Linked DNA regions of Mus musculus: regions 1, 2, 3, 4, 5 and 6 are each linked to region 7. A link is a contact called in public promoter capture Hi-C data. All regions are on one chromosome and are shown on one strand. Each heading gives the region's core, a stretch centred on a gene start, on an enhancer-like site or on the middle of the called end of the contact. The rest is flanking DNA. Distances are from core to core; before and after follow the strand shown. Region 1 overlaps Tnfrsf8 (tumor necrosis factor receptor superfamily, member 8). Region 2 holds the start of Vps13d (vacuolar protein sorting 13D). Region 3 overlaps Tnfrsf1b (tumor necrosis factor receptor superfamily, member 1b). Region 4 holds the start of B330016D10Rik (RIKEN cDNA B330016D10 gene). Region 5 holds the start of Tnfrsf8 (tumor necrosis factor receptor superfamily, member 8). Region 6 holds the start of Tnfrsf1b (tumor necrosis factor receptor superfamily, member 1b). Region 7 holds the start of Pramel12 (PRAME like 12).

The links. Promoter capture Hi-C pulls out the DNA fragments that hold promoters and counts their contacts.
Region 1: a contact with region 7 is called in a promoter capture Hi-C map of liver, with 2.4 times the contacts expected there. The contact joins the enhancer-like site here to the promoter of Pramel12 in region 7. A contact is called at or near these places in 8 of 39 promoter capture datasets (the 3T3-L1 cell line, cranial neural crest, frontonasal cranial neural crest and 5 more), 1 of 484 Hi-C or Micro-C datasets (CD4 T cells) and 2 of 115 datasets of contacts at active chromatin or transcription factors (embryonic forebrain and embryonic stem cells).
Region 2: a contact with region 7 is called in a promoter capture Hi-C map of pre-B cells, with 6 times the contacts expected there. The contact joins the promoter of Vps13d here to the promoter of Pramel12 in region 7. A contact is called at or near these places in 7 of 39 promoter capture datasets (the C10 cell line, cranial neural crest, embryonic stem cells and 4 more), 2 of 484 Hi-C or Micro-C datasets (CD4 T cells and cardiomyocytes) and 4 of 115 datasets of contacts at active chromatin or transcription factors (astrocytes, microglia, pro-B cells and 1 more).
Region 3: a contact with region 7 is called in a promoter capture Hi-C map of pre-B cells. The contact joins the enhancer-like site here to the promoter of Pramel12 in region 7. A contact is called at or near these places in 8 of 39 promoter capture datasets (the 3T3-L1 cell line, 3T3-L1-derived adipocytes, the C10 cell line and 5 more) and 2 of 115 datasets of contacts at active chromatin or transcription factors (astrocytes and large pre-B cells).
Region 4: a contact with region 7 is called in a promoter capture Hi-C map of pre-B cells. The contact joins the promoter of B330016D10Rik here to the promoter of Pramel12 in region 7. A contact is called at or near these places in 3 of 39 promoter capture datasets (3T3-L1-derived adipocytes, the C10 cell line and pre-B cells).
Region 5: a contact with region 7 is called in a promoter capture Hi-C map of pre-B cells. The contact joins the promoter of Tnfrsf8 here to the promoter of Pramel12 in region 7. A contact is called at or near these places in 6 of 39 promoter capture datasets (the C10 cell line, cranial neural crest, frontonasal cranial neural crest and 3 more), 2 of 484 Hi-C or Micro-C datasets (B cells and cortical neurons) and 2 of 115 datasets of contacts at active chromatin or transcription factors (embryonic stem cells and thymic regulatory T cells).
Region 6: a promoter capture Hi-C map of pre-B cells shows a contact between it and region 7. The contact joins the promoter of Tnfrsf1b here to the promoter of Pramel12 in region 7. A contact is called at or near these places in 9 of 39 promoter capture datasets (the 3T3-L1 cell line, 3T3-L1-derived adipocytes, the C10 cell line and 4 more), 2 of 484 Hi-C or Micro-C datasets (B cells and CD4 T cells) and 1 of 115 datasets of contacts at active chromatin or transcription factors (regulatory T cells).

What each region holds. Positions count from the first base shown.
Region 1 is chr4:145,279,512-145,283,487 of GRCm38.p6, forward strand. The region is part of intron 10 of Tnfrsf8 (tumor necrosis factor receptor superfamily, member 8); the gene reads right to left. Among named protein-coding and RNA genes, the nearest start is that of Gm36233, 17 kb to the left of the region's middle. Within about 2 kb of position 1,765, at least 23 of the 459 cell types and tissues checked have an H3K27ac peak or open chromatin away from gene starts, as enhancers often do. A contact at or near this core is called in liver, where this site is marked.
Region 2 is chr4:145,192,967-145,197,172 of GRCm38.p6, forward strand. It overlaps Vps13d (vacuolar protein sorting 13D), which reads right to left and starts at 2,039. Exons shown (of 70, transcript NM_001276465.1): 1 at 1,953-2,039.
Region 3 is chr4:145,209,612-145,213,754 of GRCm38.p6, forward strand. Tnfrsf1b (tumor necrosis factor receptor superfamily, member 1b) reads right to left here. Exons shown (of 10, transcript NM_011610.3): 10 at 2,757-4,143. Among named protein-coding and RNA genes, the nearest start is that of Vps13d, 17 kb to the left of the region's middle. Within about 2 kb of position 1,665, at least 61 of the 459 cell types and tissues checked have an H3K27ac peak or open chromatin away from gene starts, as enhancers often do. A contact at or near this core is called in pre-B cells, where this site is marked.
Region 4 is chr4:141,544,843-141,548,818 of GRCm38.p6, forward strand. It overlaps B330016D10Rik (RIKEN cDNA B330016D10 gene), which reads left to right and starts at 1,320. Exons shown (of 1, transcript NR_030695.1): 1 at 1,320-3,471.
Region 5 is chr4:145,312,938-145,316,915 of GRCm38.p6, forward strand. It overlaps Tnfrsf8 (tumor necrosis factor receptor superfamily, member 8), which reads right to left and starts at 2,227. Exons shown (of 13, transcript NM_009401.3): 1 at 2,085-2,227. The coding sequence starts at 2,147.
Region 6 is chr4:145,244,858-145,248,683 of GRCm38.p6, forward strand. Tnfrsf1b (tumor necrosis factor receptor superfamily, member 1b) reads right to left here and starts at 2,013. Exons shown (of 10, transcript NM_011610.3): 1 at 1,867-2,013. The coding sequence starts at 1,944.
Region 7 is chr4:143,410,275-143,414,521 of GRCm38.p6, forward strand. Pramel12 (PRAME like 12) reads left to right here and starts at 2,152. Exons shown (of 5, transcript NM_172877.3): 1 at 2,152-2,817.

The DNA.
Region 1 (3,976 bases), core at 515-3,014, 1.9 Mb after region 7:
ACCTGGAGAACAGGGTGTGATGACAGGGCTCTGTGCGCTAAGGTTTTCTGTCCCCAAATCCAGAACCCTGTTCTCATTGTGCAAAAGAATTTTAGATAAATCCCAACAGGCAAAATCCTGCAAAATGTCTGACCAGTGCTGTCAAAGGCCACTTAGGTCAAAAGTCTAAGAAGCTTTCACAGGGGAGCATAAGGAGATGTCTGACTGAATATAAGAAGGGTCCCTGGCACCTTAAAAAGAAACCAAGTAAAGAAATAATAAGTGTGTCTTTTGTTGTTTAATCACAATATTTTGAGGCTGGAGAGGTGGCTGAGACATTAAGAGCACTGGCTGCTCTTCAGGAGGATCTAGATTCGGTTCCCAGCATCCGCTCACAACCTCTGTAACTCCAATTTCAATGGATCCAGTGCCCTCTTCTGGCCTCAGTGGGCACCATGCTTGTGGTGTTACATACATGCAAGCAAATGCTCATATACACTTTAAATAGTTAAAAATTAAAATGATAATTACTGTTTATTTCTTTAAATGTGCTAATATGTAACCCCATTAGAAGAAGTCAATAATAAAATCATTTGGGCATGGCCACATTGGGACTCCATTATTTTCTCAGTTTGAGGAGAGGCGTAAAACACTGGCCTCGAACTTGTCCAAGGATGATCTTGAACTCCCGATCTCTCTCTCCCTTACTCCCAAGTGCTGATATTACAAATGGCACCATCACATCTGAGTTTGAAACAGGTTCTCACTATGTAGCCCTGGCTGCTGTGAACACACAGAGATCCACTTGCCTCTGCGGGGATTAAAGGCACAAACCAGCTGCCTCTGTCTCCCAAGAGCTGGAACTCCGGGTGTGTCCCACTACACATTTTGAGGTTCTGATGATTGTCCTCTTTTCTGGAGCCTTTCCAGGCCGTCTCTCCACCTAGGGAACCCATTGATTAAGTCTGTTAGGTCTCCAAAAGCAGATTTCTGTGTTGGGGGCTCTCCTGCCTCTTGCAGCTTTGTGATGGGACTGACCGCACAGTGTCAGAGATGGAAGGAACGGATTCCTCTTATCCTAAAATTCTTCTAAAAAGTGAAGCCTCATTAGGATTTTTCCAAGCTAAATGATTACCAAGGGGCTGAGGACCCCCTGTAAGAGGCCCCAGGTTTGCTAACACAGTTTAGATTTTCTATGACAGGAGAAAAAAATGTATAGATTCTAACTTTCAGAAACAAGCATGTATTTACATCAAGGTGAAAAAAAAAAAAGCAGAATCTAAAGCTGGGCAGTGGCGACCTTTGACACCTTTGATCCCAGCACTACAGAGGGAGGCATAGGCAGGCTAATCTTTGAGTTCAAGGTCAGTTTGGTCTAAAAATCAAGTTCCAGGACATCGAGGGCTACACAGACAAACCCTGTCTCGAAAAGCCAAAAAAAAAAAAAAAAAAAAAAGAGTTACATTAAAAAAAATAGAGGGCAGAATCTAGAGGGCCTCATCCTCTGCCAACAGCCTGCCCTGTTACAGCCTGTGAATTCTCTGAGAAAGACCCAAAGTAGAACTTGCCAAGGGCAGAGTTCAGATTGCCCAAGGCTCTTCCCTTAAAAAATAACGATTGCGTTAGCCTGCTTGTCCTCATTTGTTGGTTTCCTTGCTTTTTGGAATAATCACAATCTACTTGTAAATCTATTCCGAACCCCAGGGCCCAAGTCCAGGACAGACTGTACAGCAGTGGCCCCGGGCTCAGCTGGCTGATCACTGATCCGCTCCAAAGGCCACGCTTGGAGATTCATGAGTGCCAGAGATTTAAAGCTCTGTTCCTACTCTGAACTCTCAGTCCCATGGCAGAGCTGTGGGAGGCAGGACAGCTCTGACGTAGAAGTTTGCAATTGGGACCAGTAGACTCAGTAAATAGACTCCCTAGGTGGAGAGATGACCTGGAAGGGCTCCCGAAAAAAAAGGACAATCCCCAGCACCTCAAAATAGCATGTTGGAGTACCAAGTGCACGAGAAGCAAAGGCAGGTGGATCTCTGTGTATTCGTGCTGGCCAGGGTTACATAGTGAGAACATCTCTCAAAAAACAAACAACAAACAAACAAACATAAAAACCCTACAAAACAAAACAACAACAATCCTCCCCCTGACACACATATACAACAAGAAGTTCAAGGCTAGTCTCAGCTACAGGACATATTTGAGGACATCTGGGCTACATGAGACCCTGTCTCAAAAAATGAAAAACAAAACCAAAATGGTACCCGCAACACAAAAGGACATGTCTGGAGGGATTCCTGCTACCCAGCTCTGGGACAGTGGTTAAGAATTTGCTACAATGATGGCAACATTAAAATAATGAAAGAAACCTATGAATGCACACAGATATACATACACTAACAAGAAAACAAACCTTGATTAAAAGCAGAGCAGGTTATTGACAAATCTCTAAACCCTCCTTTACCAGTCATTACCAAGGCATTATCAAGGTGTGGCTTGGCTGATGGGTTTGCAAGAGTGCTCCAAATACACAGTGCCAGGAAAATGACAGATGGAAGTGTGGCAGGAAGCTCCCCAAAGATCTCAGCATCAAAGACTGATGGCCCAAGTCCATTCTTGTAGTTTGTACTAGAGGTCAAGACCCAAGATCAGGACTACAGGCCAGATCAGCTCATGACTCTCCCTAGTGTGAAGGCTTTGATACCCAAGGAATAATTGGGAACTGACCAAGATGAGAGGAGAACCACAGATCTGGTGACCAATGGAAGCATGGGATCCAAGCCAAAAATGTTATTGGGACACATCAAAAAAACCCATTCTGACCAGGTATGACGGCACTTCTAGTTCCAGCACTAAGGAGACAGAGGCAGGTGGGTCTGTGTGTTTGAGGGTGGTCTGGTCTACAGAGTGAATTTTAGGACAGCCAGGACTACATGGAAAAATCCTGTCTCAAAAAAACCAAAAAAGAAGGAAGGAAGGAAGGGAGGGAGGGAGGGAGGGAGGGAGGGAGGGAGGGAGGGAGGGAGGAAGGGAGGGAGGAAGGAAGGAAGGAAGGAAGGAAGGAATGAAGGAAGGAAGAAAAGAAGGAAGGGAGGGAGGGAGGGAGAAGGGAAAGGAAAGAGAAGAGGAAGAGGAAGAGGAAGAGGAAGAGGAAGAGAAGAGAAGAGAAGAGAAGAGAAGAGAAGAGAAGAGAAGAGAAATGAAGAGAAATGAAGAGAAATGAAGAGAAGAGAAAAGAAACAAACCAGTCTGATCTGGGCACTGATTGGTGGTGATAGAACAGGCTGAATTCTTTGATCCTGATGGTCTTACTGCAATGTCCTGGTTATTATGAAACACACAGTGAAGTACTTAAGGATGATAAGAAATCAAGTCTGTTAAGTTACTCCAAAAACTGTTTTGGAAAATGTCAGTTTTTGTACTGTTCCCTACGTTTGGAAATCTGAAACAGTATCAGAGCAAAGCAATCCTTTTCAGCCTCCATCATCTGTGATAACAGCGAGGTAGGGGCTGCAATCCTTATCCAGGCACGGGTGGTGCACACCTTTAATCCCACCTGTGACTCCCATTCCCATTCACACACCCACATTTACACACCCACACACCAATACCTGCCCCCACATACGTATCATTAAAAATAATTTTATAAACCAGTCAAGAATTTCATGTGTATGTTAAAATGAAGGGCTGAGGGGAAGGACTGAAGGCTGGGGATGCAGCTTGTTGAAGAGTGCTTGTCCAGCATGTATGAAGCCAACATATATGAACTGACAGGCTCAATCCTCAGCCAAGCAGAAACTAGGCATGCCACTACAACACCTTTTTGTAATCTCAGCACAAAAGCTGAAGACAGGAGGATAGGAAGTTCATGGTCATTTTCAGCAGTGTAGCAAGTTTGAGGCCAGCCTGTCTGAAAGTTAATTAGCTAAATATAGAATAAAATGATGGGCTGAATGCCTGGGGACATTCTGGGCTCTGTCACAGCTGAGGAGGGGTGCAC
Region 2 (4,206 bases), core at 789-3,288, 1.8 Mb after region 7:
GATACACTCACCCCAAGGAAAAAGCTAACAACATAAGACAGACCCAAAACAAAAGCTCCCCTAAAAGTTGACCCAGCCTCAAAGGAAGGCAGATATTTACTTGTCTATGCAAGACATAATTATAATCAGGGACAGTTAAAAAAAAATCAATTAACTCTTCAGGGTGATGATCTACACCTTTAATTCCAGCACAAGGGAAGAAGAGGTAGGCAATCTCTGAATGGAAGGACGATCATCTCATTTACATAGGGGTTCCAGGCCAGCCAGAGCTACAAATTGAGACCCTGTCTCAATAACAATATTAATTTTGCAGAAAATGCACTTTATTGTCTTATTTCTTTCAAAAGAATTGGGGGGGGTAGGTTATGCTCCAGATATAAAGCCAAGAATCTGGGGAGGGGGACTCCTCGGCATTTGCTTTCAAGGTCACAAAAACAATTTTTAAAAATTTTTAATCAAAAATGCTTCACAGTGTAAATAAACGTTTCTCTATTGTCATTTCAACAAGGTAAATCTATTAAAAACACAATGTGAAGCTGACTACCTTGTTTTATTATGTGAGCCTCAAACAGTCCTGGGCACCAAGCCAAGGCTAAAGTAATCTTTATTTTTGTTATTGCCATTAATTTCAGCCCTAAAAGCCAACTCTCCCTAAAATGCCAACTCCAGATGTTTTCCCAGTAAAGAGAAACTACTGTCGGGCTAGCATGGTGTCTCAGAGGTGAAGGAAATCGCTACCAAGACTGAGTTTAAACCCCAGAACCCATATGGTTAAAAAGAGACTACAGACTCCCACAGGTGGTCTTCTGACAGCTGCCCTCCTCCAGCCCCCAATACACATAAAATAAGTGTAAAATAAATTTACTTTTCCAGGAAACTATTGTCGTTTTGTACCCATGCTCTGCCCCTTCCATACTTATTCTCGATGTAGAAGAACACAAAGTACACATTTAAAAGTACACATGAGCTGTTAGCGCCCTACAGATGTTCTTCTGCTCCGTGTGAGGCCCAAGCCAGAAAGCATCCATTAGCTCTACTAAGCATCTAGAGCAGGCTTGAGGCCACTTCAAGGATTCCCTTAAGGAATCTGGTTTCAGGGAGGTCCGCCAGGCTGGCCAGAATCCCAGAGTATTTATATGCTCATCAGGACTTCTAGGCAGCTGCCCGGTAATAACCCCCACCTGGCTTCCCCTATCTGGTGTGGCAGGTGACACTGAGGGATCTGGGTTCAACCCACAGCCTGGGCAGACAGCCGGACATGACCTTGAGCCAGGCCCCACCCGAGAAGAGGCCAGACCGGGGAATAGGAAGCACTGGCATTTGGACCTGGAGAATCCCTGTGCCAGGCAGCTAGGGCTGAGTGCTGAGGGATTCCAGGAGCTCTGCCACAAGGGGACAACTCCAAGTGTGTGTCAGGCCGGGGGCTCCGCAGGAACGCGAAGCTTCCCTGGCCTTTCCATATCTCCGGTCTGCTGTCAGAACCCCAAGCCTGGCAGCAACAGGGGACAGAGCCACCAAGCCTAGAGAAGATGGCTCTCTAGGGGTAAGAGAGGCGAAGAGTGTCCCCTACAAGAAGGAAAAGTTGGGAAGAGAGGGACCCTGGGGACAAACCTAATGTCCCCACCCAGAGGTGACCCCAGAGGGGATGGAGGCACTGAGGGAAGGGACGCCGCCCCACTAGGGGTGTGCTGAAGAGACACTCGCACGTTGGAATCAAGCCTCGGGAGACGTGACACCCAAAATCCAGTGGTGTCTCCAGGCTGCAGAGACCGGTGCCCCGAGCCCGGGCCTGAAGTGCCAGCGACTCTCGGGCTCCGGGGTCCCCGCGAGGGCGCCCGGGCTCCGGGAGAGGCCGGCTGCCGCGGACCCCGAGTCGGGCCGTCGGAGCACAGCCAGGTCGATCGCGTGGCCGCTTTCCTTGAGGTCCTCCGCCTTGACCGCCGCCCCCCTACCTGTCGCTGTAGCTGTAGCTACCGCTGTCGCTGTCGCTGCCGCCCAAGCCCGGTTCTGCGAGGTGCTTCCTCTCCGCCACTCCTCAATGGCGGTGACTAGAGCGCTAGACTCGACCAATCGAGTGGCTACGTACCTGGGCCTGGCCAGCAGAGCACCGAGCCGTCGATGGGGCGCCCCCTAGCGTCCGCAGCCGTTCCTGTAAGGGCGGCGGGTGCCTCCCAGTATGCTGGGGGCTTAATGAGCAACAGCTCAATCAGCCCCGTTTTACAAATGGGTAAACTGAGAGCCGGGACAGTGTAGGAATATAAATCATCCTAGTTCAAACATTATCGTGCCTCCAAAACCGCCCTGCTTTCCATCTGCCTTTTTATCCCACCACCAATAATGACCCCTTGACTGCCACTGAAGTCTGTAATTCAAACCATGCCTTTAGCCCTGCTTAAACCACTCCCCCCACTACACTTGTATTAAAATTCATCTCCTGGGCTGTCAAGATAGCTCAGCTGGAACAGGACCTTGCAACCAAGCCAGATGACCAATTCCCAGCACCCATGTGGTGGAAGGAGCGAACTGATTCACCCAAAGTGTCCTCTGACCTACAGGTGTGCCTGCCCACATATACACACAAAATGAATAAATGCAAATTTTAATTAAAAAAATACCTCCTTCTGAGCATTCAGGAAAGTTAATAGTTGGAAGGCAGCTTGGGCTACATAGTGGGTTCATCCATATCCTGTCTCAAACCCCATCCTCTCGCTTTTCCACCCCCAAAATACACACACAATACTTCTTGAAGGCAGGAACCACTATATAAAGCCAGGCATGGTGGCACACACTTGTAAGCATACACACTGAGCCCAGGGCTCAGGAGGTAGAGAGAGAAAGGAAGATGAGGTGTCTAAGGTCATTCTCAAGATACGTAATGAATTGGGGGCCAATCTGGGCTACTTGAGACTGTCTCAAAAATAAAACAAGTAAAAAATAAAAACCCTCTGTACTGTGCCACACTAAAATTTGTCTGGTCTTATTCCCTTTCTATGGCTTTCTCTGGTTCACTTGACTCACAAAATGCTTCAGTTCCTGCCTCCAGTCCTTTGCATCCGTCATTCTCTCTGCTTAGCATGCTGTTCTCCTAGATCAGTGCGGTCCTACAGAAGTATAATGCCAGCCCCAAATAGACTCATTTGTTACTTGCTATATCAAAAGAGATGAGCCAGTCGGGCGTGGTGGCACACGCCTTTAATCCCAGCACTTGGGAGGCAGAGGCAGGTGGATTTCTGAGTTCAAGGCCAGCCTGGTCTACAAAGTGAGTTCCAGGACAGCCAGGGCTATACAGAGAAACCCTGTCTCGAAAACACAAAAAACAAACAAACAAACAAACAAACAAACAAACAAAAAAAAGAGATGAGCCTGGAAGGTATAGCTCAGTAGTAGAGTCCATGTGTGATGCTGGATTAAGTCCCTAGGACCAATGACAATAAGGTGGGGGGAGAGATAAAGGGAAAATTGCTTAGTAATTTAGTCACTCTGATGAACCAAAATACTCTGATCACAACATATAACCAACAGCAAACAAACCTTGTTTGTGCTGATTTCTGAGATCGAGTCTCTGCATATAGCTCGGGTGGGCCTCAAACTCAAGATCATCCTCCTGCCTCAGCCTCCTGATCTGTGCCTGATTTGTGCCATCGCACCCGGCAGAAGGATGGTTAGGAAGATATATTAGTGCTGTTTTACTGAAGGTTTTTGAAATCCAGGAATATTTTATACTGTGTTATCCCTAGGACAAACCAGAGACTTTGAGTACTGGGTGAGCAATTGGAAGTGACTAGCTGCACTCTGAATGGCCACGGGGCGGAGCTAACTGCTCCTTTCTCTGCACTTCCCACTTCATAGGACATTTACCCCATCCCCCATGAAATTCTCTCATCCATTATTCTGTTGTGCTTTTCTCTTTACAAACTTGTTTTTTACTTTTAATCCTATATAATCACACACACATGCATGCAAATGATCTTCATATTGCATTCATTCATATTCTTGATGTTTGTTTGGCTGTCTAGGCTGGCCTGAAGCACCCTATGGAGCTAAAACTGGTCTGGAACTCCTGGCCCTTCTGACTCCGCCTCTGAAGGGCTGGAATTGCCATGTGAACCATTAGGACCATCTCTTCACAGGGCTTAACGATATTTGAAATGATCTGTGTGTTTGTCTATTCCTGCATTATCTTTCCTAACCCTGACTCTAAAGCAG
Region 3 (4,143 bases), core at 415-2,914, 1.8 Mb after region 7:
GCAGGAACATGAACCTTTTTGAGAAGGAGCCCAGCCCAGGATGCTTCCAGCACTTTTGCTTGTCTTGCTTTCTTTTCCGTTGCTCTGATAAAATATCCTGACAAAATAATGAAGGGGGGGGGGGAATGCTGCACAATAGCATCAGATTTTCAGGAACTGGAGTTACAGATGATTCTGAGCCACCATGTGGGTATCAAATTTCGAACCCCAGTGCTCTGGAAAAACAGCCGTGCTCCTAAGGGATGAAGTAACTCTCAAGTCCCGCCCCCTACCAAGTGCTTCTTTTAAATGGAGTCCCTCTACTAGAATAGGTAGCTTGCTGTGAGGTGTACTTTAAAAATGCTCTGGGCTAGATTCACAAGGCACACTGAGCAGGCTGTGGGGTCATGTTCCTCACTAGCTGTGCGGTTCACGAGCTTTGACTCCCTTGGGATGACTGAGCTAGCCTGTCTAGCTACTCTGTGATCCTGAGGATGAGACTGTGTCTCAAAAATCATATCAATGATTGAGTCATAATTTCTTTTCCCTTTCTCTCTCTCTTTCTCTCTTCCTCTCTTTCTCTCTCTCTTTCTCTCTTTCTTTCTTTCCTCCCCCCCCCCCAAGAATGTAGACAAGTGCTCTGCAATCAAGCTACACCCACACTCTTGGTTTTTCAATGCTCAGTGCCAGAGTTTCAACAAAGAATTCATGAAGTTCTGAGTATGGTGGCACATGCCTTTTATGGCAGCCCTTTGGAGGCTGAAGCATTCAGATCTCTGAGTTTGAGGCCAACCTTGTGTACTTAGTGAGTTTCAGGCCAACCCAGATTACATAGTGAGACCCTGTCTTTTTGTTTTGTTTTGTTGTTTTTTTTTTTTTTTTTTTTTTTTTTTTTTTTTTTTTTTTGAGACAGGGTTTCTCTGTATTGTCCTGGCTGTCCTGGAACTCACTTCGTAGACCAGGCTGGCCTTGAACTCAGAAATCCACCTGCCTCTGCCTCCCGAGTGCTGGGATTAAAGGCATGAGCCACCACGCCCGCCCTAAGTGAGAGCCTGTCTTAACCCCCAACCCCAACAAAAAAGTTCATGAGCTTTTTTTTTCTTTTTGCATAATATCTGCAAATCAAAGGAAATGAGAGGTTCTGCAGTTAACTTTCACAGTCAAACTTGACTGTTCAGAGCAGCCGTGAAAGGAAACTTCTAGGGTTTTTAACAGAGAAGGGAAGTCTCACCCTCTAAGGCAGTGGTTTTTGTTTTGTTTTGTTTTGTTTTTTGTTTTTTGGGTTTTGGGACAGGGTTTCTCTGTGTAGTCCTGGCTGTCCTGGAATTCACTCTGTAGACCAGGCTGGACTTGAACTCAGAAATTCGCCTGCCTCTGCCTCCCAAGTGCTGGGATTAAAGGCATGTGCCACCATGCCTGGCAAGGCAGTGATTCTTAACTTTTCTAATGCCACAGCCCTTTATGTGACACCCCTCCCCCAGCCCTAAAATTATTTTGTTGCTACTTTATAACTGTAATGTTGCTACCATTATGAATCATGATGTAAACATCTGATATGCAGGACAACTCATATTAGACTCCTAAGGGGGTCGAGACCCACAGGTTGAGAACTACTGCTCTAAGCCCTAGGGTCACAGACTAAACAAAATGGAAAAAAAAAAGTAAGCTGAGCAGGATTTGCCCCTCTGCTTCCTGACTCCGGATGTGTTGTGGCCAGCCACCTGCTGCCTGTCTTCCCCTCCATGATGGCCTGGACTCTCAAACTAGGGGCTGAAAAGCCAACACCAAAGCCAAAACCAAAACCTAAAATGCTTTCTTCCTTAGGTTGCTTTTGTTGTGTATTTCCTCATTGTAAAGAGGAAAGTAACTAAGGCAACACTTAAATATCTGTGAGTCCGGCTTTAATACAATGTTGCAATGTTCTAAAACAAAGCTTACACTAACTCTCAGATGATCTATAAAAGGTCTCCTCAAAAGAACAATGCTAGCCGGGCAGTGGTGGCACATGCCTTTAATCCCAGCACTTAGCGGGCAGAGGCAGGAGGATTTCTGAGTCTGAGGCCAGCCTGGTCTACGGAGTGAGCTCCAGGACAGCCACGGCTACACAGAGAAACCCTGTCTCAAAAAACCAAAACAAAACCAAAACAAAAAAAAAGACCAAACAGAACAACAACAACAAAACCAATGTTAGTGTTGTCTTTTTCTTCTTCTTCTTCTTCTTCTTTTCTCCTTCTCTCTTCCTCCTCCTCCTTTCAGAGGCAAGTTCTCAGGTACCCCGAGCTGTCTCTGAACTGGCCTGTAACCAAGGATGACTGACTTTCGATTGTTTTGCCTCTGCCTCCTAGTGCTGGAATTACAGGCTACCCAGTAAATGCAGTGGTGGGGATTGAACCCACTGCCTTGGGCATGCTAGACAAACACTTTACCAAAAGAGCTCCAGTTTGAGCCAAGGATACTACATATTTTTTTTAAATAAATTAATTATGTTTATTATGTATGTGTGTTGAGTGTATGAGTGAAGGTCAGTCAGCTCTGTCCTTCCATCATGTGGGACATGAGACCAAACAAAGGCTGCCAACCTCAACAGAAAGGCCCTTTATCCTCCAAGCCTGCTCTCTGGCCTCAAGAATGCTATATGTATTTGAAGTCAGGGACTCACTATGTAGTCTTGGCTGGCCTGGAACTCACTGTGAGACAAGTCTGGCCTCTAAACCACCGAGATCCAGCTGCCTCTGCTTTCTAAGTGCTGGGATTGAAGACGTTTACCACACCTGGCAGAGTGCTAAATTTTTTTAATTTTTTTAAAAAAAAGTTTATTATAGCTAGAGAGAGGGCTCAGCAGTTAAGGGCACTTGCTGCTCTTTCAGAAAACCCAACTTTGGTTCCCAATACCCATTTGGCACAATTGTCTGTAATCCCAGATTTAGGGAATTCAGCACCCTTCACACACACACACACACACACACACACACACACACACACACACACACACACACACGGAAAAAGAAATTAATCTTTTTTTAAAATGCTATTACCTATTTCTACTATCTTTTGGGGCAGTGGTTCTCAACCTTCCTAACGCTATGACCTTTTAATACTCTTTCTCATGTTTTGGTGACCCAACAATAAAATTATTTCACTGCACTGGGCATGTTGGCACACACATTTAATCCCAGCATTCAGAAGGCAGAGGCAGGCAGATCTTTAAGTTCAAGGCCAGCCTAGTCTGTACAAAGTGAGCTACACAGATAAACCCTGCCTCAAAAAAAAATTATTTTGTTGCTACCCCATAACTGTAATTTTGCTTCTGTTATAAGTTTAATGTAAATATCTGATATGGGATACCCAAGAGGTCATACCCACAGGTTGGGAACTGCTGCTTTGGAGTCTTGAACTCTATAAGTATTCTTTAGTAAATAGAGCATTGTCAAAGCAACGAGCAGAGCTCCTCAAGGCAACAGGATCATGCTGTCTGCTCAGGAACCATGTTAAGAAATCACAGGTGAAAAGTGAAGTTCGGGGTTGGGCAGCTGATTGCGTTTGCCTAGCATTCACGAGGCCCCTGGGTTCAAGCCCCAGCACCACACAAATCATAGGATGGACAGACTTGTCATCCCAATACTTGGGAAGTAGAGGCAAGAGGATACAAAAGTCAAGGTCATCCTTTGGCAAGGTGGTTGTCAGTCTTAGATGGAAAAATAAGATTCGAAAACATAATGTAACGCCAAGGGTCCTGACACGGTTGCACATGCCTATAACTCAGCACTCTCGAAACTGAGGCAGGAGAATATCCAAGTTCAAGGTGCCTGGAGGATGCAGCCAGACTGGGTATACAGCAAAACTCCATGTATGAACAAACAGATAAGCAAAAATAATGATTAAAAGATAAAATCAATTTATTTAAAAAAATTTATTACATTTATGGTATGTGAGTGTGTGTGCAAGAATGTGATGTGTGCACATATGCAGAAGCATGTATGGGGTGGTGGTCAGAGGACAACTTGCAGGAATCAGGTCTCTTCTACCTTATGGTCAGGGATCCAACTCAGGTCATCAGGTTTGTCCGCAAACTGCCTTACCCACTGAGCCATCTTGCCAGTTCAAAACTAACTTATTAAATAGGAAGGGGGAGCCCTTGGAGAGATGTCTTAGTGGATAAAATGC
Region 4 (3,976 bases), core at 70-2,569, 1.9 Mb before region 7:
ATATTTCTAAAAATCCTAGTTATTCAACAATGTAATCCCCCCAAAATTTTTTTTAATGTTTTAGGACACTTTAAAAAAACCAACTCAGTATTTGCTTTATTTTCCTACTGGTGGAAAAATGATTTGAAAGACCCTATTAAATATAATTTCTGTTCAGAGAAACGTGCGGCAGGGATTCTCCAAATTTACAGACTGTATGACTCAGTGTTCATTTGCAACCCGTGTATTACAGCTTTGCTAGAATTCTACCTCTAGCCTGGCTTTCCACACTAATGGTTCCGGGAGGAACCGGTCACCAGCTCATGGTTCCCACCGGGAAGGCGGATCCGGCTCCGCCCAGAGCCCGGGCGGGTGACCTCACAGAGGTCAAGGGCGCTCACACACCTGCAGGCCGCTCCGCCACCCCCACGCCACCCCACGCCGGGGAGCAGCAGGGCCAAGGGCAGCCTGGGGTCTCCCCGACGTGGGGCTGTCACAACCAGCGTGCTTTCTTCACGGAGACTCCTGGCTCACACTCCGCCCCACACTAATAACCCGAGAGGCAATTTCTCTGGCTGCCCTTCAAACTCTGGGTTCACATAGGTGGGCTCCATGACAAGTGGGGTTTTGGGTTTCTTAGTTTCCCCGCCCCCCACCCCCAGGAACCCACAGCCCTGACAGTCCTTTCCACTACACTTCTTGGGAAGTGCGATCGCGGTCACTGTGGTCACCGCGGCGCAAGCCCACGGCGAAGGGAACCCGAGCGGCCCGGCGAGCTCCGTCTGCACACGCGGCCCGCCAGCAAGGGCACCTTCGCCTCCGCTTTCCAGGCGAGAACAATGCGGCAGCCCAACACCCGGGGCCTGCAGGGTCTCCAGGTCCATCGGGAAACTCTCAAACGTGGATCGGGAGAGGGTGGGCAAGACGACCCCACTGCCTCGGCTTTGTCCGGCCTGCCTCCAAGCCGGAGGGACCCGTTTTCGAGACTGGGGGGGGGGGGAGGGGGGGTTGAGAAAGGAGGACAGGACAAGAAGGTCCTCAGATCCACTTCTCATCACACAGGCAACGCGGAAAAAAAAAAAAATGCACGGCGCCGAACTGCGCACGCGCGCGGCAAGGCCACCCATTTCTCTCCCTCCTCCCAGCCCCTCCAAGGAACGCGAGGTCGCCCGAGTGCGCTTGCGCTCGCCGCGGAGGGAAACGTTGGAGGGGGAGGCAACCTTTCCATTGTGAGAGAGCACCGCCCCCGCGGACCCGCGCGCGCCCGCGCCACTCTCACAGTCTCCCGGGCGCGCGCCTGGGCCGCGGCCCGCCGCCGCCAGGCGCATGCGCGGGGTGGGATGACAGTGAAGGGTGGAGAAGGCCGCGGAGCTCGCCGCCGCTGCTGGCCGAGCTACCCTGAGAAGTTTCTGGAAAGAGGGCTACAAAGGGAACCTGAGGGGATGAATGGAAAGCGAGCCATTTTCTGAGAGAAGACAGCGAAAAGTCCCAACAAAAAGTACACGGCCTTAGCCGAGCCCACGACCGACGACACACTCCCATCCAAGGAGGAAGCGTGGGGACAAGGGAGCGGACTGGGAGACGCGGAATGGCGGGGACATTGAAAAGATGGAGGCGCAGCCGCCGGGGCTTGGGAGTGGCAGGGAGGCGCTAGGTCAGGGGTCCCCGAACCCCGTCCTCCTTAGCTCCGCTCCCGTGTGCGCTCTGACCTGCCCGTCTACACTCGGGGGGCCCCCGGGGTTCACGGGGATGTGACGCGCACACGCGCGCGAGCTCATGGACAGCGTGGGAAGGAACCCCGGCCGCGCGCGGGGACAGCGTCCCCACGCCACGGCCCGCCCGGCTGCCATTTTGTAGCGCGGCCGCCATTTTGCGCGGCCCGGGGGCGGGGGAGGGGCTCGGGGCGCGGCCCCGCGGCTCGCGATGGGCGTGGCCGGCGGCGGGCGCGGCCCCGGCCCCCTTTGTTCTCCGCCTGGGGGTCGCGAGGCCCCTCGGGCTCTGCAGCCGCCGCCGGCGCCGCAGCAGCAGCAGCGTGTGAACCGGGAGAGGCAGCCCCAGGGCGTGCGGGATCCGGGAGCCCATCGGAAGCGGGGTGTGTCCCCCCGTGCGAGGGATGACATCCTGCGTGGGGAAACTTAAATCGCCGCCGTGGGAAGCGGCTTACGGGCGAACCGGGCTCGGCATCCTCCACCTCTGCAAACAAAGTCAAGTTCGGTCCCGAAAGCAACAAAGGTGCCGAAACTCCGCGGAACCTAGCACCAGGAGGCGGGGCTCGTGCAGCCCACGAGGTGGAGGAGCGCTGAGAGCTCGGCTTCCATTGGCTGGCCCTCGGAGCACAAGGCTTTCAGGGCCCATTCTCCCTGACCCAGAAGCCTGAACAATAAATATGCTGTGATGGCTTTCTTCTGTCGATTTAACTTCCACTTATTTTCAAAAAGCTATGAGTTTATTAAAAATAAATAATAAAATACGTGCCTGACATCCATCGCCCTTTCACTTTCCGAAAAAGCAAATGTCTTCTTGAGGAATATTTAAAAATGCGAATCTTAGTTGTGTGTAATGCTGAAAATTCTGGCACTATTTCGCAAACCCAGAAAACTTGAAAAACGCTGCTAAATTTGACTTCCAGCTTTTGTGCAGTTTTCTTCCCCCTAATGGTTGACGTGGTTTTTCTTCACAAAAGCCTGGTATCATAAAGGAACCAGCCCGTCCTGACTCATCTATTTGTGTCTTGGCTACAGTAAACCTCTTTTTTTGTCTTCTCACTATGTGTAATTATGGCGACTGCTTATGTTTTCTGTAATAGTGGGGTAAAGCTTATGATGACAGACTGAAAAGGTCAAAACATGTTGAAGGAACCAATCGGGATTTTGATGACTGCCAGATGAGAGAAATTTAGCAGAAGCGTTTCGATTTCAAATTTCATGAATAGGTGGGCTTGGTAGTTATAAAACTGTATACTGTGTCTTTAAGATTACATAAATAGTCTGAAACCTTTAGTAGTGATTACTTAAAATATGTTGTGTTCACCATGTTTTCTTGTCTTGTAACCAAGTAAAACAATTCAAATCATTATTTGGTTAGTTGGTTTTCGAGACAGGGTTTCTCTATGTCGCAGCCCCAGGACATCAGTGAAATCTTATCCTGGGACGTTAGAATAATATGGCATATATGGTGTATTGACACTCCGAGAATGATTTCCCAGCACTTCATTGCACAGACAAGGAGAGTCTGATTGAATTTTAAATTCTATTTCCTTTAGAATTTTTCACTGTTTTTGAGAAAGACTCAAGAAGCTCAAGCGGGTCTTGAACTCAGCTTTGTAGTTGAGGATAAATTTGAACTAAAGATCCTCCGGTCTCTGTTTTTTATTGTGCCCAATGTTTTGTTGTTTTTGTTCTGTGGGTTTTTAAATTTATGTGTATATGTCCTTTCGGGTCAGAAAGGGTGTGGGTCTTGTGGAGCTGGAGTTATAGGCAGTTTGGAACCGCGGTCTTGAGCAAGGATAGAAAGAGTCCTAACCACGGAGCCATCTCCACATCTGCCATACCCCAGTTTTTAAGACAGTACTTCTGAGCAGAAATGCTGTCCTTTAGCTCATGCCTTTGGATTTTTATTTCCTTTTTTGCATGTGGTGAAATTGTGTGTGCTTTGGAACATTAGAAACACTAATGTTTCTCATTATTCTAGGAAAAGACAACTTTTCATGCCAAATCAGGCAGAGGAGGGAATTTAAAATTCTAACAATAATAACCTTTCCCTGGTCAAATTAAATGAGCTTTTTTTTTTTTGAGATTTTAGGAATATAGGAATATGGGAAGTCCTTCAAATATTGTTGGCTGCGGTTAGTGCTCCTACATGCTGTAGTAGGTTTTTCCCCTTTGAGGCAAAACATTAAGTTAGTTGTAAAATGCCTCTCTGCCCTTCAGAAGTACTGAAGTTAAGGAATAAATATTTAATAGCCAGCAGTCTAATAGAAAAAGTCTTCTAGGGTTGT
Region 5 (3,978 bases), core at 977-3,476, 1.9 Mb after region 7:
ACTGGGACTACATAGTGAGACTCCAGCTTATAAAAACAAACCAGAAGACACTGGTGGGAATCTCAGTGCTCATTCACCAGGGATGTGAAGACCTACTGTAGACACTGTAAAAGCTAAATCAAAACATTACAAAATTGGGTGTGATGGCACATGCCTGTAATATACTGAGCACTCACCAGTGGGAAGATTAGGTGTTTGCAGACATCCTTGATTACAGGGTGAGTTCAAGACCAATCTGAGTTACACAGACCCTATCTCAAAACAAAAACACAGACAAACTGAGCATGTGGACCAGTTGGTAGAGTGCTTGCCTAGCACACCCAAAGCCCCAAGCTCAATCTCATACACTGCATACATGGCATATGGTAGTGCATACCTGCAACCTAAGCAATCAGGAAGTGGAAGGAGAAGGACCAGTTCAAGGCCATCCTTGGCTACATAGCAAACTGGGGGCCAACCTGAGCTACATGAGACCTTGTCCAAAAAAAAAAAAAAAAAAAAAAAAAAGCAGTTGGTAGTACATGCCTTTAATCTCAGCACTCAGGAGACAGAAGCAGGCTGACCTCTGTGATTTCAAGGCCATCCTGCTCTACCGAGTGAATCTCAGGACAACCAGGGCTACGCAGAGAAATCCTGTCTCGAAAAATAATTAATTAATTGAAATAAATAAATAAAAAGAGAAACCCCTATATATTTCTATAAAAGTGATCCAAATACAGATATGCTTTTATAGATGCTGTAAATAGCAGTAAAACAAGAACATGCTTACAGCTTAGAAGATATTGGTATAAAACAATTAGCTCTATCATAGCATTTATACTTTTTTGTTTGGGGGCATTTTCACACATTCCAGGTAGTAGTAAGTACACGGCTTTAATTGTAAAACATGTTTTCACAGGCCTGTGAGATGGTTCTGTGGGTAAAGGCACTAGCTGCCAAACCTGATGACCTGAGTTCTATTCCTGGAACCCACAGGGTCAAAGGAGAGAACCAACTCCCAGAGTTGTCCTTAAACCTACATACTCATGTAAGAATGTGCCATGCCCTGATCAAAAAATGTTTCGACTTAGTAGGAGAAAAGAAACCAAACCTCCCCACTTTCACATCCTACTTTTTCCTTCATCTTCCAGGGTCCTTGTTGCTCCAAACTCTTACCTTCCCCGAATGAGGGCTTCGGGCATGGGGGTGAGGTAGGGTAGGACGGCTCCTCTGCTCACTTCTGCCCTCTGCAGGGCAGGTGTCACACTGCCCACTGGAGATGAAAGGGACACCTTCCTACCATCTCTCTCCTGCCCTCTCTCCTCCCTTGTCTTCACACCTCTCTAGCAGAGACACCTCATGTCCAGCAAGCCTGCTGCTGTCCCTTGTCTCCCTCCCCCAGCTACCATTCAGCCATGCACTTTTTTCTTCCATGTAGACCTTAGGTTCCGTAAAGAAGATTATCTGAGTGGCTCTTCAAAGTCCTGTCTCCTTCCCACACACTAATGCCTAGTGTGGCATTGGCCCCTAGGAATTGTTCAGTTTTCCTAACTCATTGACCAGACTTATTTCTGGGGCTTTCAACTATAGAACCAGAGACAGCACTGACTTGCTCCTGGGACAAATATCCACCATGTGCTTGCTCCAGGGCACCCAGCCCACATCACCAGCTGGCCAGACCCCCACCTTTGCTCTCATTCACCCCCTCCTCTCTTTCCTCAGCCCTTCCAGCCTACGGATGCACAAACAACCCGTTATCATCCTCTGGCAAAACAAGGGCATACTCAAGTTTCTCTATCCAGGACCCCCTCTGGGGCAGCAGTAACAGAACAGGAAAGGAACAGCTTTCTCTTGCTCCGGGTTCAACTCACGGATAATGAAGGAGCAAACTGCTCCCAACTATCGACTACCTGCGTTTGTGACGAGAGAAGCTCTAACTTTACTCTTCAGTTATCCACCCACCTGTGGATGCTTGCATATTTTAGTTGCCTCCTGTGCCCCCTCACTCTAGTTTGAGTTGGGGAATAAGGTGAGAGGTTGCCTTGTCCTCCTTTACTCTAGCCACTGCTCTCGCACAGTGTCCGGGGCTACTGTCATTCCCTTACCGTTGGGAAGGCTTGAAGCATCCCCAGGAACAGCAACCCCGCTGCGGTGAGTAGGGCGCTCATCTTGGCTTCCCGAGTCTCCAGCGCCTGGCCACCTGCCGGCACCCTGACTCTCCCGCGGTGAAATCACTTCTAATGTGACTGCGCCTTCCTAACCCTTCTTCGGGTTCAGCCCTAATCCTTCCCTCCCCCACCCTCTTACCACCTGTGATGCAGCGATCTGCCTGCCTGTGAAGCCTAAGAGAGAAGGGGCCACCACGTGCAGAGATGACTCAGGGCTAGCCACAGCGCACGCACGCAGGGGGCTCCCCTGCGTTTTGAATGATCCGCCCCGGATTTGAAGAGGAACCGGGAAGCCGGCTCAGCTCTAAAGGTACAGGACTCAGGAGTCTGAGAGGTACAGAATCCTGAGGCCTCTAGCCCCATTCCCCACCCCCAGGAAGGGTGAGATTCTAAGCCCACATCATCAGGATTCTTTGGAAGGGACAGAGTGAGGAGAGTTTCGAGAAAAATGAGCACTTCTTCATTGTAACATTTGCTGTAAAGTAAAGCCAGCCCTGCACGGGGAATGAATGGGCGAATAGAGAACAAATGGATGGAAGTGTGGGTGGGAGGATGAGGGAATGGATGGATGGGTAGATGGGTGAGGAAGATGAGAACAAATGCATAAATGGATGAGGGGATGGATGAATTGATGGATGAGTGGAAAGAGAACACGTGGATTGGAATATGGATGGATGGATGGATGGATGGATGGATGGATGGAAGCAAGGAAGGATGGATGGGCAGATGGGGTAGGTGAATAGAGAACAAATGAGTGATGAAGTGGACGGATGGTAAATGGATGAGAGGGTCACAGAATGAAGGGATGGGTGGATGGATGAAAAGATATCTGTGAATGGTTAAGTGAGTGGGAGGGTTGGGGAATGAATGAAGAGATTAGGTAATGGATATATGGATGGATGGGTAGATGGATGAGTAGGTAGATGATGGGAGGACTGATGAGATGAGGGAATGAATGGATATGGGGTAAAGGGGAAATGGATGCATAAAGCAATAGATGGATTAGTGGATGCCTGCATGGAGCATGGGTAGGCAGGTGGGTGGACTGACCAGTGAACGAACTATGTGAAGACTAGGGCATATGTTAATCAATCCACAGGTATCCCTGCCCTTTTTTGCCTGGTGGATATAGCTGGCACCCTGGAGCCTCACCTGAAGTCTGCCTTATTCTATTCCCCAAGCTGCTGTTCGAATGTGGGGCTCCTCGGACTCCAGGCTCTCCTGATTGCTTCTGTGAGTACTGGCAGCACATGGTCACTGCTGAGCACTGACTAGCAGGTGCTCACTGCTTTTGTCTGGTATTGCTTTGTTTTCAAACATAGAAACCAACACCGAGAAAACAGGCATGCTACCTATGTGCTCTAAAGATGGGAGAGTGGCTTCTTTCAAGCCCAGAATGATGCAAGGGCCTTTTGGCTTCCACATTTTAGTCTAGCTTTCAGTGTTGTTAGAGATTCCCACAGGGCACCAGCTGCCACTTCCTACCAGGATTTTCCAAAGTCCCTACGAACTTTCCATTTCACACATAGGCCTCTTTGAGGTCCACATCCTACCTGGAAAATCCACCCCTAATGTGCCACTTCCATAGAGCCACTCCAGACCCTCCCCTCCCTGATGATGAAAGATCCAGCTTCGAATAATCACAGGGTCAGGAAGGGGCAGAGGAACCTGGAGCCCATGCTTCCCAAAATGCAGCAGGTGTTCACAATGAACTGGTGCAGGTAAGACACTCACGGATGTAGCATCCAAATAGCTTGCACCAGCTTGAACCAAATAAAAAACACACATTGTGAAAGTCCAACCTTCCTAGTAACCAAAGGCATGCAAATGA
Region 6 (3,826 bases), core at 763-3,262, 1.8 Mb after region 7:
ACAGCTTGTCACCCATCCCCACACCTTTCAGTGGAACAACGGTACCCACCTTGTAGAAACAGCTGGAAGGGAAGTTTCAGTGCTAATCTGTGACAAAGTGCCCAACACAGTATCTGGCACTTGAGTGTCCCAAACCAGGAGCTTCTTTGGAATCAATCAAGAGAAGGCTTGCACAGTTCTGTGTTAAGGGTCCCTTCTACCCTTGAGGGACAGAGAATAAAAAGTAGCATGGAATCTGTGCTCTATAGAGCAGGTCATGTCTAGGTGGGGGGATGTGTACAGGCCTTTCTGGTGACCTGGCATTTACAAAAGACTCAGAAGTGTTGAGAGATCTGTAATATGGACAATGTGTGTGCAGGGGTCATACACGCACAGTGGTAGACACCTAGTCATCAGCTTCACAGAGCATAGGTTCATGTGAGCAGGCAACACAGATATGTCCATCTGGCCTGGAATACCTTGAAGGTAAGGAAGGGTTCTGCCTCCACCACTAGGAGCTACAAAGGCTTCCCAGATAGAGGTGTCTGGGCTTGAGCAAGGTCTCTCTGTCAAAGGAGGATTTGTGGGAGTTAGAACACAGGCAGACTAGCTAAGAGTCCACGCAACAGTAGTAGAAGGTCTAAGCTGACCTGGGACTGGTCAGGTATGGAAGGAAGTCTGAGGGAAACACCTTCAGCCAAACCACTGTGGATCCCACAAAGCCTTGCGTGTCCCATCCGGTACAGAAGCTCCTGTGCTCTGTCTGTCCCCAGGGACAGACCCCAGCTCAGTGCCCAAAGACCTATCCTTCCTTGGAGCTCAGAGCACAATCCCCACTCAGGCTCCTGACCACAACCATGCACATTCACACTCCGCCCTCAGAACTGGGACTGTCCTGACCCAGAGTCCATCCTTGACACCTCCCTGAGGACCTACACCCACCAAGGATGAGTCCATTCCTTTGCATCCCAGGACCATTGAATATCACCTCCGGACGCAACAGAAGCCACCTTCCACTCTACTCCCCTGCAGTCAGGTAAGCACACCCTGTCCATCAAGGTGGGCTCAGGAGGCAGAGAGCATACATGGAACCAAGCAAAGGCATGTCAGTGCAGCAAGCTCCCTTTAAATCCTTCAAAAAAGGTAATTTCTCTGAGCCTCCTCATTTTTCCGTACCTGTAATCTGCCTTTTTTTACCCTGTCTTCGATCAATGGAGGCAGGAAGGGGGGGGGAGGGGGGCAATGTGAATACCGGATACTGGGATCTTTAATCGGTCCATTTTCCCGAGGTTCCTTGGGGTAGCTGCCCTCTCTGCCACTACACTGAGAACATTCTGAAACGTCCCCTGAACACAGCAAGGCGGATCCATGGAAGCAATCTAGTGACAGAGAAGTGACTCACTCCCCATCGGTCTCTTATACTAGGCGCTTACTTAGACTCCTGGCCCCGCCAACATCTAGTAATCCCAGGGTTTCTAAGAAAGAGACAGACCATGGCGCAGAGAAGGAAGTCTTCAGACGACACAACCCGCTCAAGCAATGGGGCAGTGGCCCTGGTCCTTCCCGCCTCGAGACCGCGGGACAGAAGGGATTTCGCAAGGATGAACAGTGTTCCTGAGCCCTGCTGGGTGTTATTCGAGCCCTGATCAAGCTCGCGGAGAAAGCCACTGGGTATTTCTGGAACATAAGGCTGTCGGGAACCGAGTACCACCCCAGGATCCCAACGGGCCAGACCTCGGGTCCCCAGTGGGTCCCCAGAGGCGCGTGGCGCGTGTCTGCTGGGGACGTGATGGCCTCTCATGCTGTCCCGGAATTGTGCAGTAGCAGTAGCTGGAATGGGCACTTTGTGATGCGCAGCTGTCCCCCGTGACCCCAAGAGTCACCCACCTGGGCGGGCACTGTGTGCCCGGTGGCCCACAGCTGCAGTTCGAAGACCAGCGCGACCCAGAGGGCGGCGGGCGCCATAGGGGCAGCGGTGGCTCCCGCCCTTGTGCCTGGAGCTCTAGTGCCTCAGCTGCGCTCTAGCTGGTGACTGAAAGCGAAACCCTCAGGCCAGGAGCTAGGGCAGACCAGGGGGTGGGGGGAGGGCGGGAATGGGCGGGGCCGCGCCCTGAGGACACGCCTCTTTACACAGAGTCCTCGCCCCTCGCAGGACACCTCCACCTGTGATTCCCTGGCATCTCTGGGCCTCTTTCTCCAGCATCTCTTCCGGGAATGAATGCGCTTCTATCACTCCTTCCTCTTCGAGACACCCTTCCAGTGGTGGGGAAGAGACTGGCGCAGGTGTCCACTATATTCGTGACTGGGTGCCCTGATTGGGCCTCCCCCAGCTAATTTGTCACCATCAGCCCGTCCCAGATCTCATGGACTTCCTACTCTTCGTGGTAGGACATGGGGGGAAAGCAGTCCCAAAGTTGGCACCGCTCAGGAGAACCAAAGCCTTCTAGATAATTCACTCATTTAGACTCTAGAGCCAGGCTAACTCCACATGAATGTTTGCATCTTCTCATGGAGCTTATTAATATGAGCTATATAATATGGCTCCTATAATGTGCAGCATATGTCTGCTTACTCGGAGTGTACAGGCATAGTATAAGCAGCATTGCATAGGTATAGCTCTTTTTAATATGTTTCATTTTTTCCTTAAACATACTTGGAACCCTAAGTAAGAGCAGTCCTCTTTTTCTGAGTTCTCTTGGCTGATAGGTAAACAGAAATCGAGGAAGAAAACCATCCAGAAAGTCTTGCTTCCTAGAACTGACCTCATCAGCAAGCTCCCAAGGACAGTGCATATCCCTACAGCCCTGAATATGGAGTATTTGGAGAGGTAGGGTGGGTAGGGAGGCAGGCAACTATTCTGTCCCTCCTCATGGACACATACACTCTTACTGTAGGCTGATTGAGATACTGAGAGACCCGCAGCCACTGGCCCTTGTGAGGGCCACCTCAAGGACGGTACTTTTAGGTGCTGGGGGAGAAACTGGGAAGTGACCCTTGGGAGGATGGAAAATCCCACCTGCTGGTCAGGAGCCTGGGAAATCACCTGGTTCTCACATGTTTCTGAGACATAGGTCTCAGCTCAAAACCTCAACCCTGAAGAGGGGTAGCCACTGAGCAGGCAGGGAGGGTTCTGGTCTTTAAGCCTCCTGTGGAAGACATGTGGAGGAGGTGCTCTGGTCTATCTGAGAAAGCTGAAAGCCAGTGTCACCTGTCAGAAGCAAGATTCAGTGGTCTGCCCTGGATTCTGCCCAGTGGGTCCAATTTACTCATTCTCTCCAGGCAGGTAACAATGCCACCAAGAATCACATGTGGGAGACCATAGGCTGGTTCCTAACTTAGTCTGTATTCTGCGGTTCAGCATCACACATGTCATACACTTTGAAGAGAACGGGGTGACTTCGTTTCATGGTTCTCATCCAACGTTAATGGAACATAGCTGACGATAGCCTTGGTGGCAAAAACTACATAGTAAGAGATACGGATGGTGTGTGTGTGTGTGTGTGTGTGTGTGTGTGTGTGTGTGTGTGTGTGTGTTTGTGTGTGTGTTTGTGTTTCTCTTTTTCTTCTTATAAAGCCGCCAATAGCAATCACAGCAGCTCTACCCTGATGATTTTTTAAAATGCTACTTACGATATAGCATCAGCTGTTATTCTGTGAAAATAGTACAGCCTGACAGCCCACCTCCACCCCCCAACCCCCCCCCCCGCCCAATCCCTGACAGCTAACTTAGCACCTGTGCAGGTGCCTTGCAAATCTTCACCAGGGATCACTTGCTATTCACACTGATAACACTTAGTAGTTGTGAAACCAGCAGTTACTGGAAGACTACTCAGGGTCAGCAACATAT
Region 7 (4,247 bases), core at 902-3,401:
CAGGGTGTGACCTGTGTCTCATCTAAAAAGAAATCTGGGTGTGGTGGTACATGACATAAGTTCCAGCACCTAGTGGGGATAGGCAGGCAGGCAGATCTCTGTGAGTATTCTTTTCTTTTTTTCTTTAAGATTTATTTATATATGCAAGTACACTGTAGCTGTCTTCAGACACATCAGAAGAGGGCATCAGATCCCATTATAGATGGTTGTGAGCCACCATGTGATCGCTGGAATTTGAACTCAGGACCTTCAGAAGAGCAGTCAGTGCTCTTAACCACTGAGCCATCTCTCCAGCTCCTCTGTGAGTTTTCAAAGTCAGTACACAGTGAGCTCCAGAACAGGCAGGATTATGTAAAGAGACTCTATATTAAAACAAAGCAAAACAAACAAACAAACAAAACCAAAACTTTCAGGTGCTACCAACCACACTGCCAGAGAGGTACTGCCTTTCTCTACTGTGTGCTTGCTCTCTGATATCCCAGGCTGCCACAGCTCCTAACTCCAGAGCTTCTAGGTTATTATCACCTAAGCCCTCAGGTCTGATGGCAAGATACCCTGTGGCACTGAGGTCCTGCTTCCAGTGTTAGCTGTTTACTAGAAACTGAGTTTTAGTATGTTGTCCAGGCTAGACCCAAAACTTGTAGCAAGCTTTCTTCAGCCTCCTGAGTGCTGAGATATAAGCTTGAGCTATCACTCTGGCTTTACCTTCCTTTTCATTTTTTAAAAAAAAGTATGTGTATTTTCTGTATGTCTGTGGGTGTATGTGGAGGTCAGAGGGCAAGCCCAAGAGTCAGTTTTCTTCTTCCAGCACTTAAGTGTGTGACTGAACCCAATAGTCTAGTGCTGTGGCAGGTCTCCTTACCTATGAGCCATTTCACCCACCCCACAGCCCCCACTCTCTATTGCATGTTCTCTAGCCAGTGTGCTGGCTGACACTTTCTGAAGCATCTTCTACCTTCTGGAAAACCTAATGTGGAAAACCTTTGTTCTCAAAGGCAAGTTTCTTCATCGTTTGAGAGTAAGGGTCTATATAGCCTGGGCCGGCAATGAAGCTTGGGGAAAAATGACTTTGAACTGATCCTCCTAACTCTTAACTTTTTAGTTCTGAGATTACAAGTATGCCCCACAGTGTCTGTCTGGTGCATGCAGTGCTTGCTGGACAGTGCACCTTTGAGAATACTGGGCAGCAACTGTTCTATAAACTGAGCTTTCTTCCCAGGCCACTTACTGCAGTATTAATGGGAACATCTTCCTGCCTTCTGAGAAGATGCCACAGCAGATGACTGGTAGAGAGCATCCAGCTCAGGCCCTGATCCAGAACATATTCGTAACTTTGCCAATAATAATATCAGCTTTAAGAAATGTCTATTCGTCAGGCACAGATTAAAACTCCTATCCCCAGTGACTCATACTTAGAACTAAGTGGGCCACAAATGAATACAATTCCGCCAGGTATGTTGGCTCACAACTTCCTCTTGGCTCAACCCCAGAGGAAGGTGGAGACTGGAGACTGGCTAAGAGTTGGAGTTCCAAATCAACCTTAGGTACTGAGCAAGATTCCACCTCTGAAACTCTAAGTCTCAAATAAATGGCTGAGGTGCCTATTTAACATATCAATGTGGACCAGGCTGCCACGTTCTCCCAGTACCCCTTGTTACAGGGTATGGCTGGCACACTCCACCTTCTACCCCAAATTCTCCAGCTTGTGTTGCCCTTCTCTATATAACCCAGCCATTTTAGTTACCTGCCCCCTTTTTACCTTTTGGCCACAGCACCCGGGTCTTATGGCTCAGGGGTTATGTCCACTCTGAACTCCCCCAGCTGTCTGCCTATGCTTCCCTTTTCCCCTACAATAAACCTCCTCCTCCACCATACTTAGAAGCAGCCATGTCCTTAGTTTATTATTTTTTCATTCATGAAAGAAATGCAGAACCAAGTGAATTAACAAGAAAATAAATAAGTAAAGCAAATACAGAAAACAAATTGAATGAAGTGAATTAACGCATCGGCTTTTGACTTTCACGGAATCTCAGTTTTTTTTTTTAAATTATTATTTTTTGAGTCAGAGTTTCACTATGTAGTCCTGGCTGTATTGGAGCTCTACGTAGAGCAGGCTGCTCCGGACGTCACAGGGATCCGCCTGAATCGCTCACAGGAGTTCTGGGATTAAGGGCGTGAACCGCTTCCGCGGCTTTCAGGATTTTTTTCCCTCATCTCCGTGAATTTGGCTTTACCTCCCCAGAGATCCGCCTGCATCTGCCTCTCCGCGGATGTGCGCGGTTTTCCCGGCTGTTTTTTTCTTTCTTTCTTTTTTTTTTTTCCTTTTCCACGGAGACTATGTTGTCAATCAATACAGAAACAGAAAACGCCCAGACGTGGCGGAAACTCAGTCATCCAATCAGAGGACGGCTTGTGGTTGACAGGCGGGACTACAAACCGGAAATGTGAGACAGAATACGCGGACCGAGCCGGGGGAGGGGCGACCAAAAAGAAAACAAAAAACAAAAAACAAACCGCCGAAAAACAAAAAAATAAAAACCGCTTCAGGCCGGAAGTATAAAACGGAACCCGGAAGTGTGGGACCGGATACGGCTAAAACACTTCAGGCCGGAAGTGCGAGACAGATACGGATGAAAACGCTGCAGGCCGGAAGTGCGAGACGGATGAAAACGCCTCAGGCCGGAAGTTTGAAGTGAAGATGGCTATAAAAGCTTTAGAGAAGCTCGGGAAGACACTCACCAGCACTTGGAGTCCGAGCTTGGACTGACTGCCTGGGCCTGCTGGGATTCTGAGTTCTGCCATCAGTTCTTGTTTCTGGTAAGTCAGTCACCTCCAGAAGGGCACAGTTTTGATTGAGGGCCACTTGACCCAAGATGCCAAAGGAACTCTGATTTCTTCTCTTCCCAGGAACAGATCGCAGGCATTGAGTTTACTAATAGTGATGGTTGCCATCATCTTCGACCTTAATTTGCTGGTTTCATTTATTATTTTATTTTATTTGAGGCATGACCTTACTTTGCTGCCCAGGCCCACCTAGAACGCAGATCAGCCAAGAGTGCTTTTAAATTACCTGGCAGTTCTGCATCTGCCTCCCCAAGCTGGAACTACAAGCTGAAAGTTAATGGAATATCTAGAATTATACCTTGGTTTGTGTCAAGTTAAATTTTTTCTTTGTTTTTTGTTTTTGTTTTTGTTTTTTTAGATGGGGCCTTAGTCTAGCTCAGGTTGGCTTCAGACTGCCTCACCCCTCTGAATGTTGAATTAATGATTCAATATTTAAGGCTTATTTTAATTTTTCTTTTTAGAGACAGAGTCACATGCAGAATATGGTAGAATTCACATGTAGTCTCATCATATCTGACTTCACATTTTAAAATTTTCATTTCATTTTATTTTGAAGACATAGTCTTATCTGATCCTTTTAATTCCATCTTCTTAGAGTTTGGATTTTATTCATTTACATTCTTACTTTTTTTTTTTTTTTTTTTTTTTAGGCAGAGTTTCTCTGTAGCCCTGGGTGACCTGGAATGCACAGAGATCCATTTGCATCTGCTTCTTGAGTATTTGGTTTTAAGGCTTTGGTTTTAAGGCATGCACTACCATGTCTAGCTAGTGTTGCCCACTGACTTTAAAATTTCTTAAAGACAGAGTCTCGTTAAGCTTGGGCTGGTCTCAGTTGAACCCCTGACCTTCTAACTCTACATTTGATTGATTAGCTTGAAATTCCTTAAATTTTACAAAAGTTAATGTTTTGAAATTTGAGATCTAAATTGAGATTTGTTTTCTTTCTTTCACTTTTTGTTTTTGTTTTTTTTTTTTAAATTTTTCAGAGACAGGGTTTCTTTTGTACCCCCTGCTGTCCTGGAACTAGCATTGAAGACCAGGCTGGCCTCAAACTCACAGAGACCTGCCTGCCTCTGCTGCTTCCTTGGCGTTGGGATTGAAGAGGTTTTATGGCACAGGACTACAAGTCCCATCTCGTCTGAGGACTGAAGCTATAGGAATGTAGTTGGTTTAGCCTGGATAATTTAACTTGACCTTGATCCAAATTAAAATAAAAAGAAGCCAGGTGGGCTGCTTACTTCTTTCTGGCATTCCAGCCCTAGAAACACAATGAAGCGTGATCTCCAGTTCTGGGCTAGACTGGGGTGACCTTGTTTACATAAAATGAAACAAATGAGTTAGGAATGCAGCCTACTGGCAGAGTGCTTGTCTAGTTTGGGCCAGGCCCTGGGATCAAACCCAAA